Regions from separate parts of the Arachis hypogaea genome. Here region 1 is linked to region 2. A link is a contact called in public Hi-C data. All regions are on one chromosome and are shown on one strand. Each heading gives the region's core, a stretch centred on a gene start, on an enhancer-like site or on the middle of the called end of the contact. The rest is flanking DNA. Distances are from core to core; before and after follow the strand shown.

Evidence for each region. A called contact is a pair of places that touch in the nucleus more often than the background predicts.
Region 1: a Hi-C map of leaf shows a contact between it and region 2, with 2.0 times the contacts expected there. The contact joins the promoter of LOC112727401 here to the promoter of LOC112727400 in region 2. A contact is called at or near these places in 2 of 8 Hi-C or Micro-C datasets (both in leaf).

What each region holds. Positions count from the first base shown.
Region 1 is chr12:57,894,098-57,900,386 of arahy.Tifrunner.gnm2.J5K5, forward strand. LOC112727401 (bZIP transcription factor 50) reads right to left here and starts at 4,124. Exons shown (of 3, transcript XM_025777138.3): 1 at 3,487-4,124; 2 at 2,550-2,773; 3 at 1,274-1,690. The coding sequence starts at 3,860. The coding sequence ends at 1,398.
Region 2 is chr12:57,707,348-57,713,420 of arahy.Tifrunner.gnm2.J5K5, forward strand. LOC112727400 reads left to right here and starts at 2,267. Exons shown (of 5, transcript XM_025777137.3): 1 at 2,267-2,940; 2 at 5,849-5,961; 3 at 6,051-6,073. The coding sequence starts at 2,715.

The sequences.
Region 1 (6,289 bases), core at 2,874-5,373, 190 kb after region 2:
TTAAAGATTAAAAACTTAAAAAAAAAATTATTAAAAATCTCATTGTCTTTCAAAAAAAAATTGTGAAGAGTCAAAATGAGATAAAAAATACGACCACATAATGAACAACCTATCTTGGACTCAGGACTCATCGCCACATATCTACATAAAAACTTGTTATGCAACTTTCTTGATCCACGGAGGAAAAAACCAAAAAAAAAAAAAAAAAAACGAAGCGCATTGAATTAAAAAGAAACCGAATCAAAGATGGCACCTAGAGGTAAAAATAGACTTGGCACAAGAGGTGAAAATAGGCTAGGCGATATGTCACCTACAACCTAACCTATAGTTGACCTAGTCCTAGTCTGGCATATTGCAAAATAAACCCCAACTCAGACTATTAAAAATTTTAATATCTTAATAAACTAAATCCAAATTCACTAATTAATTTTATTAGTCTATTAAATCTAGCTTAACTTATCAGAACATAAATAAATATGTAAATATTTTTATCATTAATAAAATTATTAAATATTTTAAATTTATTATAAATACTTTTTTTATATTTTAAATATTTTAAAATTTAAAAATTTTTGTGAACATTAAATTTGATATATTATATTATATTACATATAAATAACTTTTATTAAAACATAATTTTTATAAATAATATTTTTATTTTTTTATTTCGTAAAAACAAAAATTGTCACATCTTTTAAAGGCCAAGCCAAGCTTTGTAATAAACTAAGTTTAATACTTGAAAAAAAAAATCTAAAACATACTTAGGAATGGTAATACCATCCAAACTCGCAGGTATCCATCCCGCCCCTATCCATTCGGGGCGGATAATTACCCGTCCCGCACCGAGGCGGATTTTTAGCGGGGCGAATTCTTAGGAGGGGCGGGACGGAGTCGGATTTAGATAATACCCACCCCTACCCGCCCTGCTATATATATAATATATATATAATTTTAAAATATAATATGTATAATATATGTAAAATAATTAATAAATGATTAATAATATTGTATCATATTTAAATTTTTATTTTATTTTATGTTATGTATGTGATAATAGTTATATAAATTTTGAAATTTAATTTTATTTATTGGATTTTAATAATTATAGAGGCGGGTAGAAGTAGGACGGGTTAGAGTTCAACGTTTTATTACCCGTGAGTAGAAGCGGGACAGATTCTATGCGGGTTGTTGTACGGCGGGACGGGGTCGGGTAGAGCAAAAACCCGCCCCTACCTGCGCCCGTTGCGACCCCTAAAAATACTACAAGTAAGACTTAGGTCAATTAACTATATAACAAACCTAACCTATTAAGAGCAAGCATGCAAGGCATGAGCCCACTGTAAGTTTCGATGAGGTCTTACTGCACAGAACAGAAACAATACTCCTACTATAATAGCTTAAACAATTCTTTCAGTTTTTTTATTATAGTAATCACTCCATCTGCACAATATAGAAGAAATAAAGAATTTCATCTTTCTCCTTGAAGCCCGACAACTTCTACTCTTTGTAGAGGATTGCACCCGGAAACACTCAGATATATCACTTTCGGGTCCTTTTCGAGCTACCCTTCTTGCGTTTCTCTGCTCCTTGTTTTCTCTTGGAAGTAGTACCGTTAACCAGGCTGTCAGTCGTAGACTGAATTGGCACATGACACCCATGAACAACAGCAGGGAACCCAACAGCAGGGATTCTGGATCATGAACATGGTCAATATCAATATCTATTCAATAAATAACAAACAAGAATCTAATACCAACTTCACTAGGTCAACATAATGGATGGGACTTGCAGATTCTTTACCGAAATCTCAAGATTCCTTTCTGTTTAGGGTTGTTTATGAGTTTTGGAGCGGAACTAAGGGAAAATGGAGGGCTTGTAGAACATAAGTTCTACTACAAGCCTCCCTTTCTCCTCCCTTTACCTCCAAACTAAACTCACAAACAACCCTTAATTGTACCTTCTTCATTTTACCATGTTCTGTATTTTGGATTCTTAATTGATACTACTGATGTCAGTATAATACTGGAATCTACATTTTCGAAATAGGAAGTAGACTAGTGTTGTAACAAAGCCAAAAAGTAATTTTGGATTCTTTCATTTAATATAAAAATCTCCATGAGTCCATAAAGCTTACACATCTGAAGACAATGTGAAAGATCTGGTATACGAACAACTAAGAAACCACATAAACTATATAAGATCCCCAATAAACATAGTTCTCAACTTGAAGGAAAAGAAAGCTACTATTCCTTAATGATCCAACAATCCACACTGGAAATTTATTATAATGTTAGAATCGATATATTCTAAACAACTTTGGCAACTCGAAATAAGGTTGTATATCAAAATCAAACAGATGAAATTGTAAAGAATATGCACAAGATTCATTCAGGAAAGCAACGAAATAATCAATCCAAACACCCAGAGTTTGAAATCAAGAAACCAATTTAATAAAACAAGGATGCTACTGACTATGATTGAATAACAACACACGAAACAAAACAAACATTAAGAAAGTGGTTGAGTCAATGTGTTACTGTAGGGCTTACCCAACAAGAGCACAGCAGACTCCTGCTTGGTCATGGAAGCATTCAATGCACCTCGTGCCTGTAAGCAAAGACGCAAAGCATGGTTCTCAGCATAGCAGCACTGGAGCAAATGCCCCAGTCTACGGCATTCCCCTTCATAATACCTACTTTTCATCTCAAGGTCCTTTACATACTTCGTCTTCCTCTCTCTTGATCTCGCAGCAGCATCTCTGTTCCTCATTTTCCTGAAAGGCAGACATTGAACACAATCTTTTATCTTTTACAAGTTACAACACCATAGTCATCATAAAAGGTAGCATCGTAGGCATCACAGAACAAATGAAACAACAATGGAGCCTTATTTGATTAAGGTCTAACTAGAGCCCCAGCAGATCTCATCAATATTTTTCTTCTTCCTCAAGTGTTAAAGACATCATTCTTTATCCATCTTCAATCCTTGGTTCTTCTATATAAGAGTGCCCTACCTAGTTCTTGTTCAGAATCCAAACTTTGAACACCATATTCAAGCTCAAGGAGAAACCATCAATGTATGTACACACTTTTATTATATCCAAAAAGAAACATCAAACTAGCTCAAACAACGAGAAATTATCCTATAATATCCAAGAAATAAAATATAGCAAAAGATTTTCTCATAACTATCAATGCAGAAGAAAAAGCAACAAGAGTTCCTCTAAATTTAGACAGGGCACTACTTACTAGTTACTGCATTCCTGTATTAAATCCTAATATCAACTATCAACTATAACATATAATTGAAAAGTTATTTAAAAAATTTAAACACAATGACTCCTTCAAACATCAAAATTATGTAAATCAGAAAATAAATTGTTTAAATCTCCAGAATAAGTCACAAAATTTAAAACATAACACCACAAAACCAAAGCAAAAGTAATGAATAAAACGAACTCTTAACCTCCTTCTCTGTTTCTTTTACCTTAATAGCTTCTTCGAAACGGGTTCAATGCCAACCTCCTTGGGGCCCGCTGCATCAGCCCTGACCTTATCGGGATCTTCGATAGAAGGAGTGGAACCGTCGTCGGAGTCACCGTGCGGCTCGACGAGTATTTCAGCAAGAAGCTTGTCGTAGTCAGATTCCAACGACGGAGTAGCGGGAATGACAGCGCCGTCGTCTTCATCATCGGCCATCAACAAGTTCTCGATCTCTGATAAAACACCGCCACCTGCTACGGCAGAAGGAACCTCCTTCTCATGGAAGATATCGTCAACGTGAGGATCTAGTAATTGTTCAAGAAAGGCGTCACAATCGAAGTCGCTAAGTGGGTCTTCTCCTAGTGCTAGACCTTCCATGACGGAACCGTCAATTCCTACGAGGAAACGAATAAACGACTCGACGATATTTTACGAAGCCTCGAGTTGTTTGTGAGTCTTGGTGACTAAGCAATGGAAAAGTCGCGCAAACTTCCTAAATCTCTCATGTTGTCACTCAGCCAATGGGATCGAAGAGAGTGGACATAAATGACACGTGGTGACGCGTTCTTTTTTGGCCTAGCTTTTTCCGTTTTTCTTTTTTCCCAAAAAAAAAGTTCCTAAATGCTCTAAGAAAAGAACAAATTGTGACACATCAATGGTTATATATTTTTATTATTTAAAATTAAATTTCCAAATTTTAAAATTCATCCTTTTAAACTAACTTATCTTTTGTGAGGTGTCATAAAAAAAAAATAAAAATTAGGTTAATTATTAATTTGAAATTTGAAAGATTAGTAGTTAACAAAAAATTCCTAAAAAATGTTATTAATAAAATAATTTTTAAATAATTTAAAAATATAATAAAAATAATAAATAAATATTATATTTTTTACAAGTGATAAAAAAATTATTGTATTTAATAAATAATTTATTTATTTTATTTGAATTTTTTTTATAATATCTAAATAAATATTTAGAAGGTTCACAATAATTTAAATGAAAATTTGATTTATAATTTTTTTTTAATTTTCAAAAAATATGGTCATTCACACTAAAAAAATTTTAAAAAATTTATTTCACATATATCAAATTTTAAAGATAAATATTTCTCATTCTTCTAATAATAATTGCATTAATTTACATCACAGTTAATTTCTAAAGTCTATTTTTAGCATATATATTTAATATTTAATTTTTTTTGTCGCGTTTTTAAATCCTTCGAGGGCTTATTTGTCGTTAACATTTTTTGAAATTCTTTTTATCAATGACTTGAACTTTTCGATATGATTTTAGTAATTTTTTCTTGTGACTACGGAAAAAAAAAAAGATAACACAAAAAAAAAAGCTAAATGGTTATGATTTCTCCCTAGAAATAGTCAAATATAAACTCTCCCAAGATTCGAGCCATTCACTGTAAGAGGTTGTGCTTCTTACAACATGCTTGGCCATGTGATCAGCTGCTTCATTAGCGTAGCTGAATGATAGAATTCTTTGCAAACCAATTGCAATGAAGAATTTCTTTTATTTTCATAAGTAAATCATTGCCTTCTCTATCTTTTGAGGCTGATCCTAGAGAAATCAAGCAATATATTTCAAGACAATCCATTTTACAAATCACATCTTTACAGCCATACTCCCAAGCAAGAATCAGACCACACCAAATTGCAAACAATTCATAGCAAGAAATGTTCATCAGTGGCAGACTTCCAGTGCAACCTTTCACCCACTTTCCATTGCTATCTTGAACTAAACAGCCAAAATTCGTATTGTAAGCATTTAGAAAGAGGCTTGAATCACAGTTTACCTTGAAAGAAGAAAGAGGAGGAGGTTCCCAAGATAAGATTAAGCTAGTACTCATGATAGATTTCAGCTTTGCTTGATAAAAGGAAAAATCGTGAGCCATATGATGGGAAAGCACCACAACTTTGTATCTGCTCCAAGTTTTCTCTATATTAAAAAGATCATTATTCCTATCACACCAAATCCAACACAAAGCCCTTAAAAAGAGATATTCATTTTTTTGAAGATTTACTCTGATCCAATTGTAAAATATACATTCTAGTATTACTCATTAAAGGATTATTAACAAGGTGTAACCACACTTGTTTCGCTTTAGTGGACTTCCTCAGACAGTGTTCTGCGGAGGTTGAATCATCCCAAAGCCAGGCAGGATCGTGCCCTTATGAAAACTAGGATCAATTAGGTTTATCTCTTCTTGGACATCCTCCGAGACAGAGGGAGCAAACGCTGTGCCAATACCACTATCATTTTCAAATTTTAAAATTCATCTTTCTAAACTAACTTATCTCTCGTGACATGTTGTTCATGAGTTACTTAGAACGATAGGAAAATCCAACGAAGTTGACGAGCTTTACGGCTTCCAGCTTTTGGAGTGAGCAGGAGGTGACCTAGAAAGACACACCGACACTCAAGTTAGAATGGATCTTAGAGATAGGATTTTAGGATTTTGTATGTCATAACTTGGAGGGAGTCCAAGACTCCCTTTATATATGCATTTTTTCCTTCCTTTGACCTTTTAAATTAGGCAAGATTTGATTTGTATTTGAAGTCAAATCTCGATTAGCGATCTGTGCTGAGTTGTCCAAGATCGAGGGGTCAAGAGGGGGATTTTAGGACTAAGGGCCAAGTTCTCATTGGGTCATTAGGACATTAAGGCTAGGAAGCGAGTCTGCAATAGTGCCGCCAAACGTGACTTTGCCAATGTCGATGATTGGTGAGCAAAAATTAAAGCTCACGGATACCGGCAAGTGCACCGGATCGTTCAAGTAATACCATGGTGAGTGGAT
Region 2 (6,073 bases), core at 1,017-3,516:
AATTTCACAAGGTTCTCAATTTTCTAATTTCACAACCAAAACCAAACCAAAACCGCCTCAACTCCATCCCACATCAGATTTTACCATTTGTGTCATAATCCACTACTCATATCATATAATTCTCAAACTCAAATATCAATTATATCACACTAGCACCCATTCTCAACCATCACATTCATCAATCATTAATCTATCAATACCAAGCATCATAATCAATCTCATTCCAACTCAATCTAAAACTTCCACACTATTTTTATCAATTTCAACATCATAATTCATCAACATACTCATAATCATCAAATCATGATAATTCATCATAATTCATCATTCAACAAATTCAACAACCAATTCAATCCAAACCTATCCTATGGGTCACTGGACTAAGTGTCCAGAAATATTATATATTACATAGAGAAAACCAAAACCATACCTTGGCCGATTCTCAATATGCACTAAAAACCCAAATTGAATGCAAATCAAGCTTCCAACTACAACCAAGTCACCAATTCCACTCCAAATGCTACCAAATATCCAAAGCAATTCCAACAAGCTCCAATATTCAAACTAACATCATACATTTCATATATATCAAAACCTAACACTCACAATTAATCAACTCACAATTAATCAATTTACAAGGGTTCTTGAGAAACTTTACCTTATTTACTAAAATTTTGGATAGAACCCAACATTTTCTCACTAATGACTAGCACCTAAACAACCAAAACACAAATTTTACTCAAGACCAACACCCACCAAACTCGAAATTCTTAGGGCAGCAGGAAGGAAGAAAAAATTCAAAATCATACCTACACAAGTAGAATAGAATTAACGGGCTCGGCGAGAGCTTCGTGTAGCCACCGACGACACTCGAATCGGAGCACCATAGCTCAAGATATGACGAATTGAAGTGAGATGTGAATAGTGCTTTTTCTCTCTTCTCCCCCTCTTCCTTTCAGGTGGTGTGTGTGTGTTTGGTGGTGAATGAGCTGAATGAAGCTCATTTAACTGTATTTATATGTTGGGCTTGGGCCCAACTTGGGCCCGGTCCAACTCGTTAGCATTTTTGTTCCGTTTGGCCTAAACCTTTAAAATAAATGCCCAGTTTCGACTTTAATTATTTTTCTAAGGTTTTCCACTGTTTTTAATTATTTTCGCATAGTACCGGACAGACTTGAACCGATTCAGCCATTTCATCTGCCGATTCGTGGTTTTACTCGGTTTTTCGCAGAAATTACATTTTTTGACTCAGAAAAATCTATTGAGTCCAAAAATCATATTTAATTTCCCTAATTCTCATTCTAAATTTTCAGAACCTAATTTGGGCAATTTAATTATTTAATTAGACAGTTAATTAGTCTCGATTCTTACAAATCGGCTAGAAGATCGATTTTTTATTAACCCGAGTGAATCAGCCAGTCTGGTCCAATTTTCAAAACCTTGATAAGTATTACTACCAATGAAAAACTTTTCTACTTTAAAGACAAATACCATTTTTTTTCTTTGGTATTTCTTAATTCGGCAGGCCAATGACTTTCACCACGTATTGATGTTCCATTTTTTAAGAATTTGTCGCTAGTTAATAGATTGCTACACACAAGACATAATTTGAACTCTCAATACTTGCTTAAGCGGATAAGTGAGATGACCGCTCAACCAATCTAAATCGGTTAAGATAAATACTAATTATTTTTAATAATTTTAAATTATAAAATATTTAATAAAAATTACTATATTTTATATATTATTCGTATAGGACACGGAACATATATTAATAGAAATAAAGAATGAGATATTAAATTTATTGGTAATAATGAATATTACACACTATTTTGGGACAAAAAATTATCAGAGTATGATACACACCTTAATTAGTTTGAAAAAAAATGTTAAATTTTTAATATCGATCTCTAGATCTAATTTGTTCCATTTTAAAATTTTCTCACGTGTATATCCGTAACCACGTCAGTACAATGAAAGCTACGTTTGATTTTTTTATTGGGCCAAGTAAACAAAAAGATCGATATATCCAAATTTAAAAAAAATGAGAGATTTAAATGTATTTTTAAATTTTTAAAGACTTAAATGTTTGTGAATTAAAAAAAAAGTTAAGGACTTATTTGTTATTTTTTTAAAAAAAATAATGGAAAATTTATTTACATTAAAAAAATTGTGTGATCGACACGTGGTTGATTTAATGAATTGAATTGTTTCCGTAGACAAGGCTACATCATCCAACCCTGCTTTAGTCTTTACTCTTTACTTCGCTTTCAAAATTTGAAAGGAATTTTATTTTCTAAATAAAAAATGGCAGTAATTAAAATAAAGAAAAAAAATATACCCCGACCACACTGTCGTACTACTAGTATGGTGACTGTAGTTCTCATTTTTGCTACACAAGTTAACTCTCTCTCTCTCTCTCTCTCACACACAGCTACCCTTTACCCATCATCTCTGCCTCTTCCTTTGAAGCTGAAGCCCTAACTAAAAATAAAAAGACATCAATTCTCATCAGCATTTCATAAACCAGAAAAATTTCACCCACACACACTACCTTATAACTTTTTCTGTTCTAAGGTGGAAAAAGAAAAAAGAAGAAAAGAAGAAAAAGGGGGAAAAGATTTCATCACAGAGCTTCTATTTTGGTCACTCTCGTTTGTTAAATGGGTGCACCAAACTCAGCCGGGGATGGATCTTGACCGGCATTGCTCCCAATGGGAAAGTCCGACGAAGAGCACCACCAACCTTTGCCTCCCGGCGCCGCCGCCGCGGAAGATCCGAGGCCCAATGTGGCTGTCGGCGGTTCCTTTTCTTTTAGTCTCAGATGCCTTCTCGTCTTGCTCTTCTCCGCCGCCGTGTTCCTGTCGGCTCTATTCTTCTTGCCACCGTTCGCTAACTTCTCAGATCAGAAGGATCCACTTTCCCATTCACAGTATAAAGGTAAGGTTACTATTCATCTATGGGTTTTATTGTTCTTTTTTTAAAGATTTTTGGCTGCGGCATTGTTTCATTGGCTTGGATCTATGTCCGGCTTGTGTGTTCAGTTATTTTTTCTTTTTCTTTTTTCCGAAAATGGAAATTAGTGTGATTTTGATTTTGGGAATCCTATATTCTAGGTCATTGTGTTGTTTCAGGAAAAAGAAAATGATTGGGGTTGCGGAATATGGGGTTTGATTTGGATAATTATTATTTTTTTAGTTTGTTTAATTCTCAATTTGGTGTATGAATTAATGTTACTTGCGTCACTGGTGTGGAATCAATGTTACCATATGTGAATAATTTTTGTTTGTTAGGTTATTTGGAATTGGGTTGATGGCTTGGCTGATTTATTTTTATTGTTATTTTTGTTTTTTAATTTCTAATAAAAGAGATTTAGATTTAACCGTTTAGATACTGTACGCAAAAGAAGGGATTTGTATGTTGCTCGTGTTTTATTAATTTAGGAAATAGCTTTTCTTTTGGTAGCTATTAAGGGAATTACTTTCCCGATATCTATTTTAAGTAATGTTGAAGATTTATTCCCGAGGGCTTGCATTTTTAGGAATAGCTTTCTTTTTGTTTTTTTTTTTTAATTTTGAAGATTTATTCCCGAGGGCTTACCATTTTTATTTTTGGGGCTACATTGCTAATTCTGGAATCGGCCTCAAGTAGGCTTTACTCTTATTATGATATTTTGATAATTTTGCTTTAACTCTTGAGAGTGAAATTTGAACAGCATGGACAATGCGTTTGATAACTAATATTTTTTTAATCACTTAGAAAACTAGTCAGTTTTATCACGATTATAAGTTGTAATCATTTACTTTCCCGAATAAGTTTTCTATATTAGTAGTACCAATGAATACCAAAGCTTTTCAAGTTTTAGGGCGACACAATCTTATGCATTACTATAATTTGTGATCGATCTGGGAAATAGTATAGTACGACTTTTTTTTTTCTTTGAATTTAGAACTTGATATTTGAAGCTTTCTGCTTGCTAAGTCTGCATATCTTGCCAGAGCACCTATGGCTACCCTACATTCCTAAAATATAGGGTATACTAACTAGCTCTAACTGTTTTTCCTATCATCCATCCTCTTCAATTCTTCTCTTATCTCAAATTTTCGAATTCCAAATTGGAAGTTATATTTTCGGTTAGTGATATATGTCATGACCATAAGTTGAACTCAATTATTTTATTTATTTATTTGTATGTTCTGGGGGCCTTCAAATTATCAGCTATGTTTGATCTTTGATATTAGTTTTTGTTTGTGTCTTTAGAGTATTCCTTATGTAGAAAATCAGATAATCGTGTCTTGCACATTCAGATTAAGACTTAGCCGCAAAGCGAATGGTAATATAACTGTTGTGGTGTGCACTGTCCCACTTGAATACACTTGCACAACTATATATCATATTGATGTGGAGGTCTTTCGAGTGTTCTAAGCTGTCAGAGATATTATTGCAATTAAATAAGTTTATTTCCTAAAATATTCAATAGGAAAAACTTTACTCAGTTCATGTCTTGATGAATACCTATTTGTTTTCAGGAATTTTTTTTATGTCTGCCAGTGATGCAGAACCAATAAGACATTAAGGCTTGATTTGGTAAAGTTTTTTTGAAGAAGTGCTTGTGCTTTTCAAAATCACAAGCTCCTCATTTGCGTTTAGTAAACGAAAAAGAACATGTGCTTTTATTTGCAGCTTTTAAAAGATGCAGATGCCTTTCAAAGCACCTAAGGTAGAGCTTTTTAAAGATGACTTGTGCTTATCAAAATTAAAAAGTCTAATATAACCTCATATATTAATTAATATCCAAATTTAATTCTTACATTAATGTCTATTATAATGTTTTTAAATTTTAAAAGCTATTTTACCAATATTGGTTGTGCTTATTAAGTCATTTTTAATTTAATTTACCAAAGATAGATGCTATAACTTTTAAAAAGTAAAAGTTTTACCAAAGTAAGTTTAAATATGGAGTAATTAAAATACCATGTAAAGTAAAATAATTACGAGAAATAATGCCATGATGATACGTAACTTGTATCTGTATGTGTCAGTAATATATTTTGTTTTAAATTTTTCAGAAGGTAAATGTAATTTTGATTTGTAACTACTGCCCTAGATGCAAGCAATGCAAGTAACTTAACTATATTTCTCTTTACTTTATACCTTTTGTAATTCCCTTCCCAAGAAAAGAGTAATGTATGGCTCAGAGAAAAGAGTTCTAAATTTTATTTATGGATGTGAATCTCGTGGATATAAGATTCCTTTATGTAATTTTATGGAGATATGTTTGTAATAGAACTCAACTACAAGTGTCCACTTTTGCATTGTTTACGGCTTTTACTTTTAATTTTTTATTGACCCTTTTTCTTCCTTTCTTATTGTTTTGATAAATATTGCTGTATCTGTTCATTTATTCAGCATGCTGCTTGCAGATTGGAATTTAATAGTCTTCATCAAGAAAACGTACAGCTAGATGGAATTATATTCTTTTTCCTTCCTGGTCTAGTCTAGGTCGTAGGGCTCATTCTGGTTGTGCAGTTTGACATACTGCTAGCTGTGACACAGTCTAATAATACATATGTAATGTCTAAGACAGAATTTCAAATGATTGATAATTCATATAGACTATGGGAGACGTGCAGCTCAATGCAACCATTTTATGTTGAGCCGTTGTGACACCTTTCAATTTTGTGATATTTGAAGAACCTTGTTGTAATTATATAAATAAGCTACTATGCACTTCGGCTTATGTGTTACAGTGTGTTCTGTGATTTTTAAGGTACAGCATGTAATATTTTACTAATTTAAGATAGATAATCAAATTCTTTTAACTTTATAATATTGTTTATCTTTTCAGGGCATGATATTGTTGCAAGATTTTTCCTTGAGAAGCCAGCTTCTTTGTTAGAAGAAAACACCGTGCAGCTTGCAAATGACATTTTTGAAGAGATTGGAGTTCCCTCTACCAAAGTATCACCCTTTCTTTCTTTCTTTCTTTCTCAGGAACTTATTATATTAGTAATATTGCATAATAATTTTATTCATGATTTTGAAACCAGGTGGTCATCTTGTCTCTAGATTC